2 separate regions of the Tachysurus vachellii genome follow, and region 2 is linked to region 1. A link is a contact called in public Hi-C data. All regions are on one chromosome and are shown on one strand. The core of a region is the stretch at or near the end of the contact, and the rest is flanking DNA. Distances in the headings are between cores, read along the strand shown.

The links. A called contact is a pair of places that touch in the nucleus more often than the background predicts.
Region 2: a Hi-C map of blood shows a contact between it and region 1, with 7 times the contacts expected there. The contact joins the promoter of LOC132847126 here to the promoter of haao in region 1. A contact is called at or near these places in 2 of 3 Hi-C or Micro-C datasets (blood and muscle).

The regions. Positions count from the first base shown.
Region 1 is chr6:9,979,629-9,986,835 of HZAU_Pvac_v1, forward strand. It overlaps haao (3-hydroxyanthranilate 3,4-dioxygenase), which reads right to left and starts at 4,563. Exons shown (of 10, transcript XM_060872116.1): 1 at 4,354-4,563; 2 at 4,163-4,241; 3 at 2,916-2,999; 4 at 2,639-2,745; 5 at 1,674-1,763; 6 at 1,554-1,597; 7 at 70-215. The coding sequence starts at 4,442. It overlaps trnai-uau (transfer RNA isoleucine (anticodon UAU)), which reads left to right and starts at 6,180; the gene lies at 6,180-6,273.
Region 2 is chr6:10,133,897-10,140,951 of HZAU_Pvac_v1, forward strand. It overlaps LOC132847126 (mRNA decay activator protein ZFP36L2-like), which reads right to left and starts at 1,575. Exons shown (of 2, transcript XM_060872117.1): 1 at 1,294-1,575; 2 at 1-1,112. The coding sequence starts at 1,383. It overlaps thada (THADA armadillo repeat containing), which reads right to left. Exons shown (of 38, transcript XM_060872120.1): 37 at 3,890-4,059; 38 at 3,144-3,748. The coding sequence ends at 3,434.

The DNA.
Region 1 (7,207 bases), core at 3,313-5,812:
GTGGTCAACTGTGTAGAAATAGATCTAGATCACTGAATTTGTACTAGATCACGCAGTTTTCTTTCTTACCTCAGTCTCAAACTGAGTTCCAAACATGTTCAGAGGTTGTCCACTGACCAGTGCAGGCTTCTGCTTCCCCACCCAGTCTTTGAAGCAGAATGGGGTCATCACATTCATCGTGTTGAGAGGGAAAGGTGGTGGCTTGATTGGATCAGCTACAAACAGTCATGTCAGTGAATATGTTGTTGAAGTTGTCAAAATTATTATATTTGCCACAAAGTATGTTGCAAATATTTGTTGCAGGGAATGATTACAGAAAAGAGCCTTGTCAGTGCAAACATTTTGGGAATTGTAAACATTTCATTAGCTATGAAGTTTCAGAACAGCACAGTGGCTTTTCCATACATAGATGGAAAAAGTTCAAAACAGCAGCAATCCTTCCTATAGCTGGCTGCCTAACCAAACCAAGCAAACAGAGGAGAGGGGCTTTAGATTGAGAGGTGTCCTAAGGATTGTTGTGGCTGGACTCCAGAGTTCCTGTGCAAATATTATAAAACCTTCCAAAAGGTCAAACCTTTTTACAGCACTTAACCATTTTGGCCTTTATGGTAATGAGGCCAGACAACAGTCACATCTCAGTGAAAGATGCATGCTACCTAAATTATAGTTAGCTAAATTAAACGCTCCTAAGACCGCTCAAACCACAAGTAAGTAATCTTATAGTCTGATGAAATCAGAGTGCAGTTTATGACCTATGACCTGAAGGTAAAGTATAACCACTTACTGCTCATCATCTGACCAATTCTATCTATAATGTGATGCCCAGTGATGTATACATCATGCTGTGGGAACTGGGAGACAGGATCAAGGTTAAGATGAAGGGATAAAACTACAGAAGCATTTGTTGTGAAACCAACCTGCTCCAGAGTGCTCATTATTTCAGTCTGTTTGTATTCAAGATTTAAGGTTTGATATACAACAATGACCTAAAACACTAAACCGTAACAACACAGATGTTTTTGGGACAAGAATGGACTAACTAGAACCTAGACAAGAAGCTGATTGAACATTACTAGAGGGGACCTGAAAATAAAGTTATAGTTCTTCTCCCTGTCAAAACCGACAGTGCTTGAGAGCTACTGCAGATTTTTGCATGTGATTTAAAAGATTACTGATTGAATGTTTAGAATACTTGTGCAATAGTGCAGTGAATTTTTTATATACATTTTTTAAAGTTTTGGGAAAAATGTTTTTAAATGTAATTATTTTAAATAATGAGGAAAAAGTGAAGGCATCTGAATATTTTCTGAATGCACTGCACATTCTATCAGCTTCATATTGAAAAGATTGCAAAATATTGCGTTATGGGGTGTGTTTGAGCTTCCACAGCATGCCACAAGAAGTAAAGTAAAAAGTAAACCAAAAAAATAAATGCTGATGATCAGAATGTCATAAATGTCACATTTATATTGACTTCACATGAAGAGAAGTGTTCATATAAAAAAAACATTCAAAAGTCTGACCACTTGGTGCAGAAGACAAAAAGCAGTTACCTGGGTCAGGCTTTCCAGTCTTATGCTGCTTCGATGCCATAAATCTGTCAGCAAAAGCAAAGTTTGTCTGTACAGTGTGTGTACTCAGAGATCATTTTTAGACTCATAACAATGACTTACTCCTGAATAACTGGAACTAGCTGAGTGCCCAGGTTCTCACAGTAAAACCAGCGCTCAAACAGGATGTCAGTACTGTTATCCACATAGTACCTGGAATAAAAAAACAACCTGCTGAAAAAAAATATATACATATATATATATATATATATATATATATATATATATATATATATATATATATATATATATGTATATATTTATATACATTATCTGCAGTCGGTTTTGTGCTCAGGTCTCCTTCATAGAGTATTTGATGGCTTTGGCCAGATGGAATCTATGTTAGAGCTCTAACGAAATCAGAAATTACACTGATTGCTATTACTAATAAGTGACTCGAAAGCACCTGGTTACACAATTATTTATAAAATTATTTTTAATATTTTTCAAAATATATTAATTATTTTGAAATAATTTATAATCACCAGATGAGTGATCATCTGATGAGTGATTATCAGATGATGATAATATTGTCTCAGAATGTTCTTCCTTCCACAATTTCATCTGAATTGTTCATTAATCAACATTTGGAATTTTTGTATTCCTGCAAAGCTGCTTTGGATAAATATCCATTGTTAAATGTGCAATACTCATAAAATGTAAATATTTGTAATTTAACAATACATGGCAAACCAGTTTGATTGAGAAATATGTGTATTCTGTGCCCAGGGGACTTGGGGTTACAAGTCAAGGGACAACCTCAACAGGGTGCCAACCCATCACAGGGCACAACAATTTAGAAATGCCAGTCAGCTTACAACACATGTCTATGGACTGGTCGAGGAAACCAGAGTACTTTGAGGAAACTCCCAAAGCATAAGGCGAACATGCAAAATATACACACAGGCCAGACATGCAAATCAAATCCAAACATGATAATTATTAAGCTATGCCCACTCCATGAGGACCTATTGATAATATTAAAGTAGTAAATGTGACATAGTTTTAGTAGTATCTGGCTTAGTTACCGGAGACAGTCTGTCTCAGAGCGAAGTCGTCTCCTCTCCACCACTAGTCCCACTGTGTTGGCCTGCCTCTGAGGAGAGTGAGGGATTCGTGCCGGCAGCAAAAACATCTGGCAAAAAATAGGGCTAGAACATGCATCATATTTACACATCCAAACACCCAGTGATAATTCTGATAGGTGCATAGAAACAGTGAACTGACTACCATCAGAATCAGAGCTACAGCAGAGAAAGCAAAAGGAAGCTGACAGTTTAATCAGCAGAAAGTCATGATTCCTACCTCTCCTTCTCGGATGTGGACATCTTTGTGGTTGCCATTTTCAATCACTTTTAAGACCATGTCACCCCGGATCTGGTAAAACAGCTGAGACAAGAGACTGTGAGGTCAGTAACAAAAACAACAATATGACAGCTGGTTCACACCATCTGTGCTGTTTCATTTCATCCATTACTTTAAAAGTGAAATATTATCAAAAGAATAAGTTTATCCAAAACAAATATTCACCAGGAAATTATATATAACTCTTTTTCTATATTATAGTGTTGTCTTTACCATTATGTGCACTGTTTACCAATTAAGTGTCACCCTATTTAGGCATGCACTGACCTCTACTGACCACACAGTGCATACCAGCCTTAGGACATACAACCAGTAGCATTTTTATTTTAACACAACTGGTTTAACTCATTGGTTAATTTCCCAGGTTTTTTTTAATGAACAGGGATTTGCATTTGGCCCAGATGAATGGATTTTATTCAAAGAATAAGTTAACATTCAACCATTTTCTAACTGAAACTACAACTTATTTTATTATTTTTATTTTTTTACTCACTTTATTATTTTACATATGTATCAAATTGTAAATTATACACAGTATATGAAGTGTGAGCATAGCTAAACAGTAACTGGTAGTGGTACTTTGTTCTCATTGTGAAACGTAACTGTTTTTTAGAGGGGTCAAAGTCCAAATCCTCTAAACTTTGTGTAAGCATTGTGTCTCCTAAAAGTTAACAAACAATCTGTAGCCATGAGATAAACTGAAGGAAGGCAAGTGTGGGCCATTTTTTTAAATCTATTTTACAAACTAAAATTGAAAAATTATTAAGTTAACAAAAGGTCATGTCAAACCATGTAAAAAAAAATTTTTTAAGTAGATTCCATAAAATTAACTATAAGTATTATTATAGTTATTTATGAGTGAGTTGAATGACATTAAGAAGTTACAAAAAATAGTACTTGATCCGTGAGTAAGTGAGATTGCACCTGAAAAGCTACTCAAGATCTGGTTGGTTCTTCTTTAGCATGTACAGAAAGAAAATTTAAAACAGCAGGCTTTCTGAATAGTAACGGTAGTGCTTTATAATTGGAGGGCAATCACCTACAGTGCCTGTCAAAAACCAAAGTGATATGAAATTGAGAAAATCAATGTCTTTCTTCCAATGGAGCAAAAATCGAATAAATAGTATGAGAGATTTGGAGCCTTAAGTTGCCCTTATGACAATTTTCATTGCAAAGTCATACTTCACCTCTTCACCCTCTTCTATGTGGTAATCCTTCCGTATGTTTGGACCTCCAACATACATGATATTTAGCTGATAGAAGAACCTGAATATAATATATTTTAGTTCAGTTTTAATCTTCAGTGTAGATAATGTTAGTGTGATCATTTTAGTGTGATCATATCCTTTTAGGCTTAATTATTATCTATTCTACTTACATTAATTTGTTGCAGACAGGTGGTAAGAAAGAATCCTCATTCTCCTTAATCCACTTGTCTATGCTGATATGAAGAGACTCGTTTGTCATTTTTCTTATTTGGTTTAGGCTACGGTGATATAGCAGCAGCAATTTTAAGTACTTATATCATGCTGTGTATTTACTCTTCACCCGTTAACACTGTACCTGTTGGCAGAGAGAATAAGGGGGTGGGGAGGAGCACAGTCCATGTGTAGGAGCGAGGTTATGCTTAACTGAAATCCTTGTTTAGAATTCACTGGTAATGTAATAGTACATACATTAACCATGAATACAAACCTTTGGAAGTTTGTATAGCCTGGCTGTTACTATTATCTGCTGACTGGCATTTCTAAATTGTTGTGCCCTGTGATGGGTTGGCACCCTGTTGAGGTTGTCCCTTGACTTGTAACCCCAAGTCCCCTGGGCACAGAATACACATATTTCTCAATCAAACTGGTTTGCCATGTATTGTTACATTACAAATATTTACATTTTATGAGTATTGCACATTTAACAATGGATATTGTTCCAAAGCAGCTTTGCAGGAATACAAAAATTCCAAATGTTGATTAATGAACAATTCAGATGAAATTGTGGAAGGAAGAACATTCTGAGACAATATTATTTGTCTTATATTATTATATATCTGTTGTAAAAAATATTCAAACAATAGTGTTTATAGTCTTGACAGAATCTTGGTGAAAGAAACATATATTCTTTGATAAAAGGTAAGTTAATGGGAAAAAATACATTAGTTCTTAGAAGGAGGGGTTGATAATGAATTTTTATTTCCTTAAGCTGTTTTTGTTATCCCTTATTTTTTATTACTTACTTTCATTACTTCCATCTCATTCACTGTTTTTTTTTTTTTTTTTTTGACAAACCAGTGTAAAGAAACAATGCAACGTGCATACACTGTTTTGCATGATGCTGTAGAGGAGGACTCATATAAGACTGCAAGTTAACACTCTTGTGATGTTGTGGAATATAAAAAATATATATAGTGTATATGAGACTGGAGTTGAAGCACTGTGCTATAGAAATAATTCAAACAACATATGTTTTCTTTATACTGAGTGTTTTAACGGTTGACTTTGACTTGTTGTGTATAACGAAGCATAAAAGCCGTAACTCCAAAAACGCCCCTCATTGTCCTTGTTAAAGTCATCAGAAATAAAAAAAAAAAAAAAAGAATGATAATGAATCATATCCGGGCCTTTTGTTGCTGAGAACAAACATCAGTGGTCTGATTTTGCAAGGCACATCTTATTTTTTACACTTTTTTAAAACAGAAACCTTTAATTTCCTATTTTTTTTTACCCGTGGAAAGCTGGTCCTGTGAGAATCTCGCATTTTCTTTAAACCGGAAGTAAGCTGGCTATTTCCGCATACATTGGCCCCGTTGGTCTTCCATAACATGCACACGTAAAATAGAAATAAAAGCAAAAGTGAAAAAAGAAAAAAATAGTTTTCAAAAGTGAAAACATCCTTACTAAAGCCATGAAGTATATTCGACCGATGTTTAATAAATAGTCGTCTTAGTCACCTAGTTTGTCTTCCTGCTATGTTGGTTTATGTTAATGAAAGCGCCGTTTAAACACAGCTAGTTGTTTGCTACTAATCTAGCGGTTAACTAGCTGACCTAGTTAATATATCAGCTAATTTAATTATTGTAAAGCATCGGTCGGTTATACAAAGCACACGTTACAAATATATTTCTCGCGTTAAATCAGTAAACAAACAAACGAGTGTTTACAGTGATAATAATAAATGTTATAAGCCTTGTAGGAACAGTAGGTGGATGGAGCTCCAGTGGCGCAATCGGTTAGCGCGCGGTACTTATATAGCAGTACAATGCAGAGCAATGCCGAGGTTGTGAGTTCGAGCCTCACCTGGAGCACGAATTTTTAAAACTGAATCACGAATTTTTGAATTATGTCTATATGTTTACATCGAACATCGAAGTGGATCATATCTAAAGCAGCTATCAAATACTGTATTTTCAAATACAATTAATAAATGCAGCTGTAAAATAACCGTAGATACAGCGACTAATGGTTACAGTCCTTCAGTTGTCATAGATTTTAAAAGAACGTATTTTGAAGCTGTTGATATTTTTAATGTCCCTCTTCACGTTTAATAATCTAATTAAAGGATTACAAAAATACGCACCTCATAAAATGTATTTTTTCCTCACAGTACAAACATTTATTTAACAGTATTTCATAGATTTTGTTGCTGTTGTCAGAAACATTATTTAACTGACAGTGATTATACCAGTTTTTGACAGCAGAGAGCGGTATAAGTTAAACTATAAGGCATTTGCTTTCTTTCCGGCGTTCAGAGCCACGTGGTGGCAGTGGTGTCCAAGGTTTTCTAATGGACTACAATAAAATAAATAAAAACAACTTATGCTAAATTGGTAGCATGTAAATAAAGCATGCTGTTTGTTTAAAGGAAATTGGTACTTTTATATATTGATACACCCCATGGTGACAAAATGACACAAGACTTTTCCCCCTTTAAGTGGCTTCATTTCTGTAAACATAAAAAATGGTTAAGAGTCATATTCATATTGCAAAGATGATGCTGTCCTTTTTTCCTCCATAGAAACACTCTCTAAGTGAAATAAAAAAAAAAGGTAGATGTTCCCTGGCTTGTATTTTTCCTCCCAGCATTCAGTGATGTTACTATTGTATTTCTAAGTCTAAAGAATGGCTCAGATGGATATAACAGTGCTAGTTACTGGGGGCATGTCTGTTAGTGTGAAATGTAGATAAAGTGTCTTTGATGAGTTAGAGGCCTCTGAAATGATATCATGATGAATCAACCTG
Region 2 (7,055 bases), core at 325-2,824, 150 kb after region 1:
CTGCTGAAGATTGGCAAACGTCTCCCGGCCTCCAAGCTGGGCGACTCGGAGCCGCTGAGACTTCCTGAAGAGCCGCTGGCGTAGCTGTCGCGGTCCGACATGGAGTCGTATGGGCTGGGGGGCGAGTCGAACACTGGAGACTCAGACAGGCGCTGCAGGGCCTGCAAGGGCCCGAGGCTGTAGGGTGGGGAAGGGGGTCCCATGGCGGTCTGGAAGTTGCTGTAGTAAGCGGGGGTGGACTGGTAGCCGCCATGTGCGTGCGCGGCGAGCAGCGCTTTCAGGTCCTGCGCAGCGGCGAACGAGGAAAAGGCGCCATTAGCGCTCGGCGCTAGAACGTCTTCGAAAAAGGGGCCGCTGGTCCGAGAAGCGTCGGAGGAAGAAGTCGGCGGGGGAGTGCGGGATGTGGGGTTGTCGATGAGAGGCGAGTCCAGTCCATGTTGTGTTGAGAACCCAGAGAAACTCAGGCTGTGGTGGAGTTTGGGTCTGTCTCGGTAAGCGGCCTGTTGATGAATCAGGTCACGGCTCTGCTTCAGCTCTGGCGGCACGCTGCTGCTGTTGGCGTTGGCCGGCGCGGGTCTGCGCTCGTCCGCGTTGTGGATGAAGTGGCAGCGCGGGCCGTACGGACAGAAGCCGATGGTGTGGAAGGTGCGGCACGGCTCCGTCTTGTACTTGGGGTGGCGAGACAGGCTGCGGAGCTCGTGGTAACCGTGAGCAAACTGGCATTTCTCGCCGTACTTGCAGGCTCCGTTCTCCTCGAAAGGTCGACACAGTTCAGTCTTGTAGCGTGTCGAGTTGATCTGAGATCCAGGTTTCTGCAACGCCTGCAGCTGCTGACTCCGCTCGCCCGTCTCACTGTAGGCGCGCTCACGGAACTTGTTCTCCTTGTTCATGCTGGCGGTGCTGCTCGAGCTCTCCTTCATGTTGCTGTAACACGAGGCCGAGTACTTGTTGCCGTTGTTTGTACAGTCAGCGCTGCTCGCGGAGTTGCGCCGGAAAAATCCCTGCGTGAATGAGCAGTTGTTAGCGAGAGCAGAAGCCGTGACCGGCGACCCCACCGCCTTCTTATCCAACATACTGTTGAGATGCAGAGCGTTCATGTTCAGACTCTTGTCCTGGTTCGGAAACAAAGTTAGAAAGTTAGAAACAGCGAACATTAAACCGTGCACGAGCTTCAAGCACACACAGACTAGCTAAACAGCGCGAGCTAACGCACGCGCTACATCGTGTTACAGACTTAAAGCTCAATTCTCTTCACAAATTAAAACAAACTTTAAAAGACAACTTCAGCATTACCTTGTACAGCATGTCGATGTCGTAGAAACCGGACAGGATGGTCGCAGACATTTCTATTTCTGAAGTTTTGAGTCTCAGTTGATCTTTCATTTGAGGACCTACTAAAAGATCCCGTAGTGCAAAAAGCGAGGCGTTTAGTTCACACGACCGGGTTGTGAAAACGGGTCGGAGAGAGGAGCAGAAACGAGAATAAACACGTTACTTGCTTGTTGCTATTTTGTTTATTGCTGCTTGTCTCCCTCCGTCAAGCGACAACAGAACACAAGACACTTGCCGTCTCCCCAACATATACGACCCTCAGACTCACGTGAGAGGGGGCGTGGTCAAAAAAAGCTGTTTGACGGTCGTCACGCCTATTACTTTCGAGACTCGACAAGGTGCTGATTCTGATTGGTCCATCACTCCACCCACACTCCTTAAGACTACTGTCGAACTTTTCAGAGGAAGCGCGAGTACAGAAAAGTCCAAAGCCGACGGTATTCCCAAAAACTACGGTTTTATTCATTGCGCGGATTTGACGTTCTTAGAAATTTACACAGTTAAGAAATGCCACCTAAAATTGTCATTTTGTTGTGAAATAGATCAATGCCCATTGCTTAAACAATGAAACATTATTTAAAGTGATGTAAACAAGACAAATATATTTACACCAGTTACTATAATAATAATAATAAATAATAATAATGAATGATCAATGGGTTAATGGCATTGAGAAGGGCGAATGGATAGATGGATGGGAGTGAATCTGCTGCTCTCTGGTACATTATGTACCGAGTTGCAGAAGCTGTGTAATCATTTACTAACCAGAGCTCGACTCAATGATTCAGTGAATGAATCCCCTATAGTGAATCGACCTATAGTGATTCATTCAGAGTGACCAAGTTTTAATAACTTCGCAAATGTTTAAAGATTTGGTGTTTAATCAAAGCAATAAAACATGTAGAAGTAATAAAAACAAAATCACGAAAACATATTTTGCAAATGTATAATTGCCAGTGAAACTGATTGGTTTGTGTGTGTGTTTGTTTATTTACATGTCTATACCTGTAGACAAAGACAATAGCATCTGCCCCAGTGTTGGCTTTAACAGTGTTCGACTGAAATCCACACACTATTCCCCAAGCAGGCAGCAGAGAGAAAAATAGAAATCATGTGAAGGAATGTGGTAAAGGTTCCTCTATAAAACGATCCCATACTGCCCCCTAAGGGTCAATGTTTTCTTTAAAAGAAGCATTGTATGCCACCTAATGGCCAAGACGTGAGCTAGTTTATATAGTGCCGAGCTCGTGCACAGGAAGCAGGGAATCATTGGGATTCAGTCACCATTACCCTCCTACCCCACTTACACATCCCCACCCGTGTGGATGTAAAGGGGTCAGTTATTTTGGACCGTTCCCAGGCATTACATCACTGTACAGTAAGAGAACATTTACTAATGTAGCCCTCAAGGCAATCCAGCTGTCTACACACATGCCAGCCACCAGTCTTGCTGTTTAGTGGCAATTGCATAACAACCCACACAGGAGGGGCTGCTGAACTATTTCTTTTTCTGGGATCTGTGTTAAAGGGTCCATCATATAAAACATGAAAATAAATAGATAAATAAAACAGCCAACAGACTGTTCAAACAACAAAATTGTGTAAAAGTGGATTTAAAAAAAAATTAAAGAGACAATTGATCATTAAATTTGGACTGTTCTAATTTTTTGTGACAAAAAGGACAAATGTGTATTCATCTTTGTGAAAATAGTAGAACAAGACATTTTTGAGTCATGATGCATGCATTGTGACTTCTCCCTCCCTCAGGCCCACACTTGCATACAAAAGTGCACAAGTCAACTGTAGACAAATGAACGTATTAAAGCTTGGCTTTTTATTTTGAATAAAACAGTTTGAGGTCGGAGACATTCCTACAAATCATTTACCCTTTTTAATATGCAAAAATTCCACATTAAAAACAAAATCCGTTAATGTAATAAAAGTCCTTCAACAATAGCCAGGAAATTCTAAAATAATCAGTGTCAATGTCAGTGTGAACACCACAAGGTCATTTGAAATGCTCTAAACCTTTCACTTCATTCCAATATGATCTTCCCGTCATTTACTAGAATGTACGAAGGAGCTGAAAGACCTTTAGTTCTCAACTCGAGATGTTTTGCCTGATTGTTGCCAGCACATTCTGAGTGAGTGTAGCCCGCTCGTTCAGCAGAGTCATCTTTGCATACTCTATGGTGGCAGAGAATTGAGGCAGAGCAGGAAGGGAGCTCAGTGCTCTTCGGGCCGAGTCTGCGTTAGCGTCAGCTATGGTGGAGAAACGGTCAAGCTCTGCCGGGCACAAACTGAGTGAGCTCGGTACTGTAAGCAGAGCACACAGGTGTCTGTGTAACAACGTTGCCCACTGCAGAGGTTCTGCCCACAGGTTCATCTCTCTTTTCTCGAAGAGGAACTCCTCATCCTATTAAAGATTGATTAAAGAGATGAATCTCAGCCTTAGCATGATGTAAATGAAATATTCTCTAAACAAAATTTAGAAATTCTCCAAAACAAAAAGGTGTAAATACAAAGTCATAATGTGACACATAAGTTGCATTCTTACCAAGTCAAACGTTTTCTCATTGCCCAGCTCGGACTGGTTATCACCCAGCATCCACTCTGTCAGTGTCATAATGCCAACAGCCACCTGGTCCCACACCTGGAACAGCTGGCACAGAATTTCCACTCCCATTTGCAAAGCAACAGGGGGAGAAACAGCTCCTTGAGCGACACCTGGGGAAAAAATGGTTTTGGGGGGTTAAAAGGAAGGAGATCAGGGAATGAAGGTCAAGGGCTGAACTTTGACATCCTCTCATATTCTTGAAGACATGCTTTAGGGCACAGGTTACTAATCTAGTCATTACACATATTCTATTCTAGAGCCAGTGATATCACTCTGGTTATCAGTATTCATCTTCTACCGCTTATCCGAACTACCTCGGGTCACGGGGAGCCTGTGCCTATCTCAGGCGTCATCGGGCATCAAGGCAGGGTACACCCTGGACGGAGTGCCAACCCATCGCAGGGCACACACACACACACACACTCATTCATTCACTCACTCACTCACTCACGCAATCACACACTAGGGACAATTTTTCCAGAGATGCCAATCAACCTACCATGCATGTCTTTGGACCGGGGGAGGAAACCGGAGTACCCGGAGGAAACCCCCGAGGCACGGGGAGAACATGCAAACTCCACACACACAAGGTGGAGGCGGGAATCGAACCCCGACCCTGGAGGTGTGAGGCGAACGTGCTAACCACTAAGCCACCGTGCCCCCCGGTTATCAGTATGTGTAGCTTTAATTTTAAAAAATGGCATAGTGTGGCAGGAAGTCCTTAAAGACCAGATATTAAAACAACCATAGGGTGCATTACTCGTGATTTTCTATGCGGCTCAAGCAGAGCCATAAAATGAGTTCAAAGCTGGAAATAACAGTCGCCCATGAACTCAAGATAAATATCTATGCTAAAAAAATGTTTCTTTCATAGTTGCCCAACAAAGAAGGTGGTTCAGTAAACTGGGAAAAACTCTACTTCCTAATGACTTTATTTGATATGTGTGTTTAAATGCAACATCCATCATCTGGTTCATATATTTATTAGTGGTACCAAGCATCTATTTTCTGTGGAGCAAGAAGCTCTTTTTCTGAATCCCTAGTTGTTAGGAACTACTCATTAGGCATATTACTTAGCTTGGACACATGGCAGACAATATTTTCAGGATTGAGATGCAGAAAAAAAACAAAAGCAAATGAAATATAAGACAGTGAAGCACAATGTCTGTTATATAACTCAAAAGGAAGCTCAAATAAGGTCTTTATGTATAACAAAAGTCATGCAGAATTGGGAGTCAATGGTTTGTGTATATTTTCCAGGGCTTTTTTTTCCAGAAAAAAAATAAAATAATGCAAGATACTTGGCAGGTCAAAGGTGACAGAAACTAGAGGTCAGTTACTGATGTCTTGCTTTCCATTTTCTCTTTCAAACCGTGACCCTGTCTCAGATGGCCAGAGAAGCAAAATGATGATTACACACACTGTGTGTATGTGGGGGAAGTTACTCTGAGGTTAACCACAAGCGGACTTGCTTGGATGATGGCTGCAAAAAACGAAAGAACAAAAAGAAGAGACACATGATAGGGGAAGTGAGAGAAGAGATTCAAAGATTCAAAGAGATTCGTCCATATGTGGTACGATATTAACGACCATCTACAGCAATGGTCAAACCCCTGTCAAGTCTTGACTTTTAATGACCCCAGTTGTTCATGCTTCAAAGCGCTCTCTGTGGCAACGTGAGAGTGAGTCACAGCAAGTTTGTTTTGCTTTCTGGCTTCTCTTTACCTTCCCTTTGCCTGCAGCCAACGTCCAAATTACTTCCACGGCCGACAGTCACCAGGACCTGCCAGTCTAAAAGCGCTCCTGCTAAAGGAGAGCATAACGACATCTTAACGACCGTGACACCTTCCCCCACAAGCATACTGGGAAAGTACTGTTGGGCAGAAAGTACGTATCTCCTTTCCTTCCAGAAACTTAGCAGCTGGGGGGGTGTTGGGGGTATTGAAGGAACGCAGAATGCTTTTGAATGTTCGCTAGTAATTCTGATCTAAAGAGCTGAGCGAGAATGAAGCAGGCTTTTTCTCTCAGCAATATGACGGGACAGCCCATCTCTGGCCTGGCCAGCCTCTGATGCTATTCATCCTTGGGGATTTGTGATGGGAAGTGTCGGCCTATATGGCTGGAAAAGGGCCAAGCCTGAACACGCCATCATCCAGGCATTAAAGGCATAATAGGAAACTCAAGCTGCTTTCTATTTCGGCCCTTTTCTGTGGTTTCACACTTCAGTAACGTGATTTCCCAACCTCTCCTCGGCTTACAAAACGCCCTCGCTCTCATGGTTCTGCATTTCTGTTTTTATCTCTTTTGTTTTTGTGTGCCTCAAGGTGATGGTCCCTCCTTTAGACAGGGATGATTATTTGGGAGCCTTATATGTTTAGGTGTAGGCCCGCAGGTGACGGTTCCCCGATTTCAGGAAGGAGATGACACAACCTGACCAAAAGTTGAACTTGATTTGTAAGGTGGACAAGATGAGTGGCAAAAACACAAAAAGGAAAGCAAGTGACTCGCACACAAGGTTTCCAGAAGGTTATCATTCAGATCAAACCACAACAACAAAATCATCACAAACAGCCATCATCCTCAACAAGCCATCTGCACTTCGGTCATCATTGGGCATAAAACAACATGTAATGTTAATTAATAAGCCATGCAGTTAGATTACGTGATGTCATATCATTGGCTAATGGCTACTCTGAATCCAACACTGGATGGAATCAAGTTAAATCTTGAACGGAGTGAAACCGATTCCAGCATCCTTGAAGAAAAAGTTGTTTTTGAGGAGCTTTGTGCGACTGCTTGAATGTACAACCGAGCTGAGATTCCAGCAGAAAGCTTAATTCCCGTAATCGCAGGGAGGCAGAGGACTGGAACTAATTAAAAAAAAAAAAGCCTTTTTGAGTAACGAGAGAGGGGCTTTGGTGTGCGGTGAATTCAGGATGTGAGGCGCTGCAGCTGGCCGAGTGTCGGGTGTCTGTGTGTGGAAAGGAGGGGTAAGAAAGGGGGGAGTGTTTGTCTGGCATGGCATTGAAATCAGAGACATCCACAGCACAGAATGTGTCAGCGTGTTCTCTAGAGGGCTCTGTGTTTGTGTGAGGACAGTACAATG